2 separate regions of the Gossypium hirsutum genome follow, and region 2 is linked to region 1. Evidence: chromatin contacts called from public Hi-C data. All regions are on one chromosome and are shown on one strand. Each heading gives the region's core, a stretch centred on a gene start, on an enhancer-like site or on the middle of the called end of the contact. The rest is flanking DNA. Distances are from core to core; before and after follow the strand shown. Region 1 holds the start of LOC107915796 (protein SEEDLING PLASTID DEVELOPMENT 1). Region 2 holds the start of LOC107915800 (vacuolar protein sorting-associated protein 24 homolog 1).

Region 1 (6,446 bases), core at 883-3,382:
AAACTTCAAATCAGTACAGTGATTTGTAAACAGTACGCAGGTAAGTACCTGATTAAGGTTGTTTTACCAACTCCTGGAGGACCTATGACGAGGATGGAACCTCCTCCTTCGATCAAGTCACGGATAATCTCAGCACTTCCAGACACAGCTCGACCCACACGGCAAGTGAGGCCAATAATTTGCAATTTACGGTTTCTAATAGCACTAATTCGATGTAAAGATCTATTAATACCCGAACGGTTGTCATCTGAAAAGTCACCAACCTAGAGCAAAAACAGTAATTTCAGTTCACTTAATATTTGCCAAAAACAAGCAAATTCATTCCAGAAAGAACTCATCCACCCACAAAAATCTCATTTTCAACAATTAAAGATACAATTAATATTAAAATATAAATCATTATCATCATACAACAGACATTGTACTCATCATATAAAAAAAAAGTGATTAGATTTATACCTGTTAATAGCATTATATTAGCTTTCTATTAAAGTTCATTTTATCACCATAAAAAAGAAAACACTTTTAGCAATATAATATTAGAAAAACCCTAAACTCCATAATAATGATCACTGGGGCTCCGGTCAATACTATACTACTATAAAGTTCTGACGAAAAGGCATCACTTAAAGTCAAAATTTTTACCAAAATATTATCTTTGTAACTTTGTTAAACATAAAACAAAAATTCATACCCAAAGCTTAATCTAATTGGTTGACCAATCATCCTTAAAAACCTATAGAAAAAAAATTCAACGTGATCATTAGTAATTCACTTAAAATTACCTTTGATGTTGCATGCTTTAAATCTTCATGCTTAACAGGTTGTTCCGAAATAACCCAATCCCCCGAAGGAAACCTAGCGAGAGGTTCCCTCCCCAAATCCATAACCACCTCAATCAACTCCCCAATCTCTTCATGCCCGTTAAGCTCACTCCTCATCCTCGACGGCAACATCTCGAGGAACAAATCGAGCTCCGTACATGACTCCACCCGGGAAGTCGAAGCTGGGTTCGGGCAATCCAACGACGATCCATTGGAGGACGTAGTTCGATCGGAGGGTTTACGGATCTGAGGGGTTCGGAGAACAGAGGGTTGAGATTGCTTCAAAGGCGGCATATATGGTCTTTGATGAGCTCCGCCGCGCGCGGACGTGATGAAGTGGGAATGCCTCTGACGGTAGCGCCATGAAGCGGCGTTGTTGGTGATGTCAATAAGAACAAATCTCGAATTCAAAGCTCTCATTTCCCTTTACGATGAATTTTATTTTCTCTCTGTGTTTGGTCTTGGTTTTGTAGGAAGGGGAAAGGAAAGGAAAGAAGATATGAGAAGCAAGGAGAAAGAAGAAGATTCGAAGGGATCTCCTCTGGGATTGGAGAGAAAGTGGGACCCCAACAGAGGAAAGGCAGGCATTAGCGACCATGGAAGTTATGGAGGTTGATTGAGAGGACACGTGGTGGATTTTTTGGATTTTTTGGATTACATTGTAAAAGAGTATAAAACATGGATGACTGACTGTAAAATTTAAGTGATGGTTACATTTAACTATATCAAGGAAGGCAAAGGATGCAAGGAGGAAGATGAAGTGCAAAGAAGATCAGAGACGGCATCGTTCAGTTGTCGGCCCTACAAATTAGTGGGTCATAAATAGTGTGAACGTCGAACAGCCATTCCAAGACGGCGATTCAGACCAAAATGACGGAAGTGAGGATCATGTAAAGCAAAGTGACGATCTTTCTTCACCATAATGCCTTATTGGTGAAGAAAAAGTTTGGGTTGGGATGATCTACAAGAGGACATGGTCAACACGCAATAAAAAAAGGAATAATAAGTTGTTTTAACTACACCAACCTGAAAAGTCTTTGGGATGAGTACGGAGCCATCACACTCACAAATCTCTGGATGCAAATTGAGGAGTAACCCAGGTTTGAAGAACCCACACCATCGCCAAACTTATACTTGAACCTGCTCAACAAGTAGCTGAATTTGAAATTAAATATTGTCAATTTAATTTCACATTCAATTGATTAGATTTCTAGCATGGACTGCATGGTATTGTTTATTGCCACTCTTGAATAATTAATTGGGTTATACTTTCAAAACCAATAAACTAATTTAGTCAATGATTTCAACTTTTTCAAATAAGGTTGCTCATTCAGGGCCTGGTGCTTAATTTTACTATAAAATAAAATTTACTTCACCTTAGATAAAAATTGGAAATTTAGACTTCCTTGTCTCATTTCATGTTAGAACAATTTTTTTTTGTAGCAATTAAAATTTTGTTTAAATTTTGGTGGATACTTATATTATCTTTATCCTTTATCTTTTAAGCTTACCAGAACATTGTTGGTGATCACTTGAAAAGACCTATAAATAGGTTGTTTGTATTGCATTGTTGATGGATACTTTTTTAGGCATTATTTGGAGAGGTTTTCTATTGCATTGTGAGGTATTTAGGAGATCCATTTGTAATAATTGGGGTTGGAGTTGGGGCTACAATTATATTTTTGTGTAATGATAGATTAGACTTAAGCCAATAAGTGATTCAGATGATTATTGAATAAAACCTTTCACTAAACGGGGCTCCACAAAGTAGAATCAGTAAATCAAAATTGCGTTAACAAATATTACATGTTAATTATCTCCTTACTTTGCTCCTTGCTATACTTTGCATTTATTTTGTTCCTTTAATTCTATTCCAATCTTTGTTAAAACGAAATCATTGTACAACCAACCAAGTTATATGTTTGAACAATAGTTGAAACAAAGTGCAACCGAATGCTTTTTCAATTACAATTTAAAAAACTTATGGTAAAAAATTGTTTGTAACCTTCTTTTGTGCCTTTTTTTTTTATTTTTAATCTCCCTTCTTCAAAATTTTTATTTTTAATTTTATCTTCCTTCTACAAAATTTTACCTTTTTTTTCTTTTTCTATTCCCCTTCAAACCTGTCCTTTTTATAATGGCTCTTAATTAAAATACAATAAATAATAAAAATATAATATTTGAAACTAATAATAATCATAATACATGTATAATATTTACGAAATTTATTGATAATAGATATCAACAAAGAAGAAGATAAAGAGGAGAATGTGATAGTATATAGGAGGTCGATTCACCTAATAAGATGGAGAGCCAAAAAAGTACAAGGAGATAGAAAATGGGGTAGTATGCTGAAAAAGACCGAGGTTGAGGACTAGTAAGAGGGTTTAAAGTCTAATCCTTTATTCATTGCTCTTTAGAGTATTTATAGGAGAAGGGTCTCCCACCTAATAATGCCACAATTCTGAGCATGTGGTTGACCAAGTGGCAAGGTAGAAAGTGATCATCACGCAATAAGATGGTTGTCATCAAGCAAGACATTGCTTTGACATTTTCCTTATTGAGGTAATAAGGTAGTTATAATTTAGTGGTCTCACTTGGAGATAAGAGCATTCCTACCAAGAGCAGGTGGTCTGGGTGGCGAGGTAGAAGGTGGTCTATCCGAGTGCCACACCTAGAGATTGATCAAGCCGCAGACAAAGGGGTGAAAAGGAATGTGGATCCCAGATTCAAGTAAGTACAATGGGGCCCGGAGACTCCGCTAAGGGGATGAAACCCTTCCAGTATACTAAACTTATATTTGTGGTGCCTCGTGACAAGCCTCTTTCACATCAACAACCTTCCCATCCCCATCTCAGTGGTGCACTCATAGGAAGCACTGACCATAGGCTCGTTTTCTTCTGACTAAGCTCATCGATCTCCGACTACCCTTCTAGGAAGTTCGATAATAGGTTTATAGCTTGTTTCAACCATAAATGTCAAAACGACGAAGAGAAAGATAAGAAAAGGCAAGAAAATGAGGGTTACCCTGGAAATCCTAAGTGAAAAACCCCAAACCAAGGAAAACAACAAGCAAGAGAGTAAGAAACCCAAAAACAGAAGCACTTGAGGACCACCTACACAACAGTAGAAAACTAGAAAGAAAAATTCGAAAACCAACAGCGACAAAAATGATTACAAGGTCGAAGAAGAAGATAATATATAGGATTCTCTCAAGACGGTGCATTTCATCATTTGTACTCCTCAATAAGTCACAGCTAATGAAACCCGGACACTGTTGGATGAAGAGTTGCTATTCATCATTACTCTGACTCGCCATGCATAATTGTTTAGCTTTGCATTAAATGCAAATATTTTGAAAGCTTCAAGGCAATCCTTCATCTCCAAACACGTACTTAGTACACATAATGAGCAACTTTTAGTCTTCCAAATCAGTCATTATCATACCACCTACTATTTTACCCCTCACAAAGATTACAGATCGTCTCAAGGTAGGCTATTTTATAACCTACCTTTCAATGGGGGAGACAATTGTTAAATCCATGCTCAGCTTGGATACATGGCATCACTAGAAGCTACTTGAGAAGAACTTGTGGACAACCCTCCACCTCCTACCACCTGACTAGCCATAGTGTGAGTAGCCACTTGGATAGACTACCTGCTCTTAGCAAGAACACTATTATCTTCAAGTGGGGCCATAAAGGGACTACTGAAGCATAATTATCTCGTACTATCACAGGAAGAAGAATATCAAAGCAATGTTAAACTTAACGACATTGTCACCTAGTTGACCACATGTTCACCATATCCTAGAATTGTCGACAACGTGACATTATTAGGTGGGAGACCCTTGTCCTATGAATACCCTAAAGAATGATGAACTAAGGATCAAACTTAGACCCTCTTACTACTCCTCACCCTCAATCTTCTTCAACGTACTAACCCTTTTTCCATCTCCTTATACTTTTCTGATTTTTCACCTGATTAGACGAATCGCCTCCTATGCCTCACCACCTTCTCCTTATTATCTCCTCCCTTGCTGATACCTAGTTCAACAAAATTAAAATGAAAAATAATTTAAATTGTAAGTAAAGGGAAATTTAAATAGGTAAAATACATTATTAAGAATATTAAATGCACTCAAATTATTTATTATAGCATTGTCATTTTTCTTGAGTTGGTATTACTTAACTTGTGATATAAACTCCATCGACAACATTATCAATAAGATTATGGCATACCCACGATGTGGGTGAAAATAATTATATAATATATTTATTAAATTGAAAAAAAGATTAAATTGTGAGTAAATTAAAATTTAAATGCGTAAATCATCGAATTAAGAATATTAAATGCACTACAATTGTTTATCATAATATTATTATCAAAATAAAGCTTTGGTTGAGTGGTAAATTTAAGATTTTTTTAATGCAATTGGCATGAGTTCAAAGCTCATCATATGCATTTTCTTCCTTAAAATAAAAATACTAAAATACCCTTGAATAATATAACTTATTTTAATTACGAAAAGACATTTTCGAAATTTTCCTAACCGAGTTAGTGTCCAGTTGACTCATGACACCAACTCAGTCATAGAGTTAAATAATAGTATAAATTAATAAATAATAATTAAATATAACATAGATGATAAATAAATAAATAAATAATAAAATTAACAATACGAAAAATAATAATAAAATAATAAAATTCAAACTCAATCCAAACTTGATCCAAATTTAATCCCAACAAAATATGATTATAACATCAATCAAGACCAAAAGATAAAACCACCCCAAGCGATATCATGTTGTCGAACAGAACTCCATCGAGTGTTGAATCCCAAGCTTGTGGATGCTTCAACCTCGTAAGCATTGCTATGTGACCGTAAGAGATTTTAATGCACCTGCATGTGTTTACAACTTTTTTTTTCCTTTTCAGCAACAAGAATGCTTGATTTTATTGATTATGATTAGGTTTAGTTGATTTTATTGCTTAAGTTTAGGTTTTTAGATGTATTTTTAACTGATATTATTGTATTTTACAGTTTGGTAAAAGAAAAAACTTGTTCATTTCTTTGCAGGCAACTTTACAATTTTACAGTTTGGTATCTTGTTAGCACCTAGCATTCAGCAAAGACTTAAAAAGGACCAGAATAGAAAAAAGGATGTGCTGTACATTGAGTTAGGAAGAAATTCTAGGCTTCTGAGCATGATTTTCAAGTGATCTAAATCTACTATTCCCATCCCATTAACAATTTTCTAACACCCTCTTCGATCATATTCCTCGAAACATGATGACTATCTCCTTCGTCGAGTAGGATCCTATATACTTCCCATTCTCGATCACATATCATGTGTCTCCCTATCTCGACCTGACAAAAGTTTATGTAGAAACCGAATTGCAGTTAGAAATTGGAGGACAACAATCAGTTTTACGAGCGTTATGACAAACGATAATAATGGATAATGTAGGTAATACCGAAAAGATCTGGATGTTGAGATTCTTGAGAGCAAGGGTTATGTCGTGAAAAACAAGAGGCCGGCCTCTGCCAGACAACTCAACAGGGTTTGCTACTAGTAGCTCAGTATCAGGTCCCCTGCTTACCACGGCTACTCTAAGAGG
Region 2 (6,383 bases), core at 2,679-5,178, 160 kb after region 1:
TAGAACTGAGTTTTTATTGTTGATAAATGTATGTATGTATGTTCTAAGATGTTTTGATTCTGAGCTACAAGGAAAGTTAAAATAATGTTGAAAAAAGATTGTCATATGGTGTTAGATAGATATGCAGTAGAAATGGAGCATGTTGTCGTATACAAGGTTATTTATTCTATTGCATATAATGTTACTGAGCTCAATCAATGGAGTTATATGTTGTGCTTGGTCTATATCCATGCTGAAAATTTATTCTTTTCCTTTTTAGTTGATGTTCATTGTTTAGAAGATCTTGTTTTTGCATAGTGCTGGTCTTGAAGCTCCTTCAGTTTTTGTGGTTAAATTATCGAGGGAACTTAAGAGAAACCGGGTATTTCAATTATTACGAGAAGGGAATGATCATTTGGTTCGAAGATGATGGAGGTCAACGCTGGATATTCCCGTTCGAATGAGAAACAACTGCCAGAGTGTCGAAAATCTGCTGATAAAGGGAAAAAGCCAGCAGAAAAAGATGCAAGCGCTTCTGCATTTGTAAACCATGGTTCGTTCCTTGCTTTAGATGACCCAATGGTGTTTGATTATTGCTATTTTCCCACTTTTTCCAATGACATGAAGAAATTTCTCAAGGGTTATCATTTCTACCATGTCTGTTTTAGCTTTAAGATAAGATGTATGGTTTACATGCTTTTCCACCAGATTGTCCCACTCATTGCTACCATGTATGGTACGCATCCAGCACAGATAGGCCCATACCATGTCTGAAAATGTCTCCAACAAGGGTATTTATGAGACTGAAAAGTCACAGCAACATAGTCTTAGAGTATTTGACACTGAACTATATCTTTTCAAAGATAGTATCATCCTAAGATTTTCATGAAATTGAAGAGCCAGCTCTTCTGCCATCACTTCATATCTTGTCCTTACCTCTATTCTATTACCTCTGAAAAGTCGAGCTACTGATAATTCACCATTGCTCTATCTGTCCTCTAAGGTTGCCATTCCAAAGAAAAAGCAGGATTAGAACTATTGTTTTTGTTTCAACTGAGTATATATTTATGTTTTGACTTTTGAGAATGAAGTTATAATCTAGCTGAATCCATTATGTAGCTGCAATCTCTTGGCACGAGAACAGAAGAAAGTGGACAGGAGATAAATCTCAAAAAGCACGAAAGATCAGTAAGGATCAAGTTATAAGGTATACCAGTTATCCCAATCTTCTTCTGTTTATTCAATGATGGTCTGATATTGCTCTACTGGATACTATTTTGGTGGGGAAGCTAAACACCATATATGTATTTGGTAATGGCCTAGTTGGAACCTATGTTACCTGGACTCAGTAGTGAATGTTGGATCGGGGCATGTGTCTGAACGGATGCTCAATTTTTTCTATGCTTTTTTTTTTCGTATATTTAAAGGATCATATGTCAAAGATGGGTATTTTATGAAAGACGAAAACTCCGAGAAACATAAGTTGAAATTGCATCATCACTATCTGTAGACATTTACAATTTGCATATTACAGCTCTTCTTAAAATAGACTTCTTGGTAATGATGTTTTCTTTAAACAAGAAATGGAATAGATTTTTGCTTCTAGTGGAAAATCAAAAGGAAGAACCAAAATATTAGTGCAAAGGTAAGGTTATAAACATTTGGCTCGCCATCTTTTTCGTCTTCAAGATGTGCAGTTAAAGTTTGAGCTGAAGTTGCTATTCCAACTAGGCTCAAGTTGTTGGGGGAAATTCAGGTTTGTTGAAAAAAATAAATTCTTTTAGTGTTCTCTCTTAAATGATTGTTTAAACTTCAATGTCAAAGGAAACTTTTGCAGACCCTGTTGAAGTTGGAACGATTTGAGGTGCCTCTTATGGTGGCAAATATTCTTTGCTATGTACCATATTTACCGGAAGGTGGCCTTGGATTGATTCAGCTTCCTTTCCAAAAAGGGGACTGTTGTTGATATTTATAGATATGGTTTCTCGAACACCGAAAAATTGTTAGCTTGAACGGAATATATTTGATCTAACTTCATAGAGAACTATTACAAAGTTGCAGCATAGAAATAGTGATTGTTATGTATAGCATATCTTACGCATAAATGAAGAATATTTCATCTGTTGTACGATATTAATTGCTAGATATGTAGATTTTACCTTTCTAATTTTTCTTATAGTTGCCTGGATAATACGAATAATAACTGCAGAAACTTTGTTTTGCAGCTGGTCTACAACATATGAAGAGCTTCTTTCAACTAATGAACCATTTTCCGAGCCAATTCCTTTGCCAGTAAGTTTCTGAAACTGCAATGATTATTGAATCAATCATCAAACAATAGATTTGGATGTTAAGGAGACTTGATCAGCAGCGGTATAGTACGATAAAATAGATTGTTTGAGCAACTCGAGCTTGGTTTAGCTGTCTAACCCCTTCTCTTTAGGAGGAATAAAGTTCATGATTCAAATCCCTCCCTCGTGTTTCTCATACATACGAAAAAGAAAGGGACTGACCAGAGTTCCTTGTTTTAAATGAATTACTGCAGCCACAAGAAACTTACTGCAATGAATGTTGTTGTTCTAAATGCAGGAAATGGTAGATTTTCTAGTTGATATTTGGCACGACGACGGGCTGTATGATTAGATAATCAGTGATGAACTATGATGAAGCTCTGGCATCGGAGATTGGTAGACAATTGGAGAAGTTTTTTCTTTTTCTTTTTTGTGTCTTACAAATTTATAGATTTGGAATACCTCCATTGATATTCAAGATTGAGAGTGGCAGTTCCAAGCCTGGATTGTATTGGCCTCCTTAGATTTATGTAACACACATTGTGACTGTCATTCCAGGATGTTGGATACGGATATCTGTCTTACACGTGTATGATGATTTTTTTTTTCTATTTAGAGGATCATAACTACGTACCATTGTTCAAAATGTGTTCGACAACGGGATTTTTTCCAGATATAAATATGTTAGGAAGCTTCTTGGAAAATCATATTGTCCTACTCATGTCCAAAGCATCATAGTATTTACTTTTTGGTTGGCATCGTGATGAGGATGGATCCCAGAACTGAACTGAAGGTTGAACTGGTTGTATTTTCAATTCAATTGGTTTAAGGTTGATGATGACATAAGGTGTTAGCAATTTTTGTTTATTATATGGAGCGTCAAAAGGAAGCTTTAATCACTAAGTCTTAGCATAAGCTGTTAGCAAGTTAATTCTTCATTCATGACTTCATATTCATTTTTTATTTAATGTTTGCTTTTTTTTTTATGAAATAACTCCAAATTTAAGAGAAATAAATACAATCATCAAGAAAATAGGCACAAATCAAGCAAAAAATTGTTGTTAGGTGGAAAAAAAATCAAAGTTGGAGCCTTGTATCATTTATTTGTTGTTAATGTAGGAAGACGTGGGTTTGGGTATATTAAAACGCATTATTCTCTTAATTTAAGGGATGAGGAGCGATTATGCGTAGTTCTAGGCATTGTATAAAGAAAAAAAAAGTAAGGTGTAAACAAGTTAAATATTAAATTCCATGAACTAATTTATTTATTGTTATAGTTATTAATGTAAGTAAATAATATAAATTTTATGAGTTTGTGATAAATTATGTAATAAATATATTCATTAAAATTTTATATAAAATAATTGTTATTTTTATTACAATCATAAATTTACTTATGTTTTAGAGATTGGTATGGGAATTATTGCCAACATAGGATAGGAGCACGTAGGTTCGAGTATACTGAAGTGTATTATGCTCCTATTTATAGATTAGAGAGGGGCTATACATAATTTTAGATATTATATAAAAAAATTAATTAATCACAATTCATCGTTTCAAATAAATTTTGTCATACAAATTGTGATAAATTAGTTTACATTAATTCAAATTTATAATAAAATAATAAAATTAAAAATAGGAGAAGGAAATGTTAACGCGGTGGGTGAAACGACGTCGTGTTGCTAAGTGCGCTGCAGACTGTTCTATCACACGTATTTTCCCGGAAAATATAGAAGGAAAAGGGAAAGGTAAAAGATTCCGAAACCAAACACGGCAAAAGAAAATTGAGGCAAAAAAAGAAGAAAAGAAAAACAGGAAAGCTTTGATTCTAAGCCATTTTCTTTGCTCCATTCCATAGAAAGATCTAAAAGCTCAAGCTTTCCTAGCAAAATTTTCTCGCCATTTTTTTAAGCTACGAAGAGAGGGAAAGGAAAAGGGACTAATTTAGAGAAAGAAAAGGTAAAGATGGATAAATTTAAGAATATGTTGAAACCCAAGCCGAATCCACAACAACTACTAAGAGATTGGCAAAGAAAGCTTCGTCAAGAGTGCCGTAACATTGAACGCCAAATCAGAGGCAAGATATTTCCATCTTTTTCCCTTAATTGTTTGGAAAAAATTTTTGATGATTGCTTTTTAGTGGTACTTTTGAATCTTTCAGTTAATGGGTATGTGAGAATTCAGGTTTAAAATAATGGGGTTTTTTTTATAAGAAAATTTATGGGATTTTTATGTGGATTTTGTATTAGATGTTCAGAGAGAGGAGAAAGGTGTGCAGAAGGCAATTCGAGAAGCCGCTAAGAGAAATGACATGGGTTCTGCTAAGGTAAAAAATTCTTGGGTTTTTTTTTTCTTTCTAATGGAACTTTAGCTAAATAGATTAATCATGTCATAGTTTTTGAGGGAATTCAATATTTTATAATTGGAATGGTTTGATTAGGAAGATAAGTTATGTAATTACATTAAAGATCATTGAGGAGAACCTGTTGGTTAATTCGGCTGCCCTTAAGAGTGGCATCTAACAATGGGGATTGGCTCTATTTTAGCAAATAAAAAGATCATTGAGACGTACCCATCGGTTCATGTAGTCACCCTTAAACATGGCATCTTGTGAATCTAAAGTTATTGTAAAAGGATCTAGGTCATTATATGGTGTAGAATGACTTTATGTTTTAAATTGATGAAGTAAATTGGATTTTGTGGTTTATTAGATGAAATGATTGGACATTCATACGAAAAGGGTGCTACTTGATTATCCTAAGTCTAGCTGATCTTCAGTATTCATCCAATAGGTATTCGTCCAATGAGTTCTCTAGTCGATCTTAGGATCAGGAGATGTAACTCATCATTGGTTCTAAGCTGGAACTGCACACTAAAAACATGAAAGATGTTGATTTTTGGAATAATGAAAAGATCATCTTTTCGTTGGGTGGTCCAATCTGATGAAACCTATGTGCCTTAGCACATGTATTATATGTGAAAATAATTTATTTTCTTTATGTGCATGCTTTCATGTCTGTAATTTTGCATTTGCCTTGTTATTGAGGAGTCATTTCTTATGTACGCTCTCGTTGTGATCTTATTCGTCTTTAGGCACTCGCAAAAGAAATTGTAATGTCGAGAAAAGCTGTGAACCGTCTATATGAGAATAAAGCGCAGCTTAATTCAATATCAATGCACCTTGGAGAAAGTGTTGGTATGACAACTTATGCATCTGAAATCTGTGCATTGCATTTATTCCAAACGGTTCTTTTATTCCCCAGTACCTGGAAACATTTTTAATTTGAACATAGGCTGAGAATGTTGTTGGCACGTGCTTATTTCCCTGAATATATCAATGTTTGTAGTATTAGATTTATCATCTGACATAAGTGAACATGTATTTTACTGTTTTTTGGAAGAACTGCTTTTCTTTCTAAATGTTCTTTATGGTGGATTGTATTTGAAGCAATTGCTCGAACTGTTGGCCATTTGTCCAAGAGTGCTGAAGTCATGAAACTTGTAAACAACCTCATGAAAGCTCCACAAATGGCTGCCACGATGCAAGAATTTAGCAAAGAAATGATCAAGGTAATTTTCAAGTTTGTAACTTTGTTACATTTACGTGCCAGTTTTTGTTTCATAATATTTACCATCGTGGTCAACACCTTGGAATTGACACTAGCATAGGACACTTGGTATTCTACTATTGTTGTTCAGAGTTGCTATGTTGCCTCAAGATTGGTTTTTAGTGGTGTTCTTTTTACTGAAAGTTGTACAAAAGTGAACTTGGTCGGGAAATTCATTTTTGGATGTGTCCAATCAAAGTCTAAAGTTAACAACCGATATCTGTGTTGTATAGATTGAAAGAACGAAATTAGACAACTATTTAGTAGCATACGTGAACTAATGAGCATCTTCTTTTAAAAGTACAATGACTCCAAGTGCAATGTGAGAAGCATCTACATGCTCTACATATTTTTCGAGTTTCTTATTTTCTGTTTTAAGATAAATGCCTCTGTTCAACCATGCAGGCAGGGGTTATTGAAGAAATGGTAAATGATGCCCTTGACTCGGCATTGGATTCCGAAGATATCGAAGTAGAGACCGAAGAAGAAGTTGATAAGGTTCTTT

The links. Hi-C and Micro-C count contacts between places; a contact is called where the count stands out from the background.
Region 2: a Hi-C map of leaf shows a contact between it and region 1, with 1.8 times the contacts expected there. The contact joins the promoter of LOC107915800 here to the promoter of LOC107915796 in region 1. A contact is called at or near these places in 12 of 34 Hi-C or Micro-C datasets (callus, fibers, hypocotyl and 2 more).

The regions. Positions count from the first base shown.
Region 1 is chrD10:60,315,284-60,321,729 of Gossypium_hirsutum_v2.1, forward strand. LOC107915796 (protein SEEDLING PLASTID DEVELOPMENT 1) reads right to left here and starts at 2,133. Exons shown (of 9, transcript XM_016844984.2): 1 at 786-2,133; 2 at 49-263. The coding sequence starts at 1,244. LOC107915797 (ACT domain-containing protein ACR10) reads right to left here. Exons shown (of 6, transcript XM_016844985.2): 5 at 6,303-6,446; 6 at 5,874-6,195. The coding sequence ends at 6,058.
Region 2 is chrD10:60,476,672-60,483,054 of Gossypium_hirsutum_v2.1, forward strand. It overlaps LOC107915800 (vacuolar protein sorting-associated protein 24 homolog 1), which reads left to right and starts at 3,929. Exons shown (of 6, transcript XM_016844992.2): 1 at 3,929-4,347; 2 at 4,520-4,596; 3 at 5,364-5,466; 4 at 5,719-5,840; 5 at 6,284-6,383. The coding sequence starts at 4,236. It overlaps LOC107915799, which reads left to right. Exons shown (of 5, transcript XM_016844991.2): 2 at 260-532; 3 at 1,099-1,186; 4 at 2,205-2,271; 5 at 2,569-2,916. The coding sequence starts at 406. The coding sequence ends at 2,622.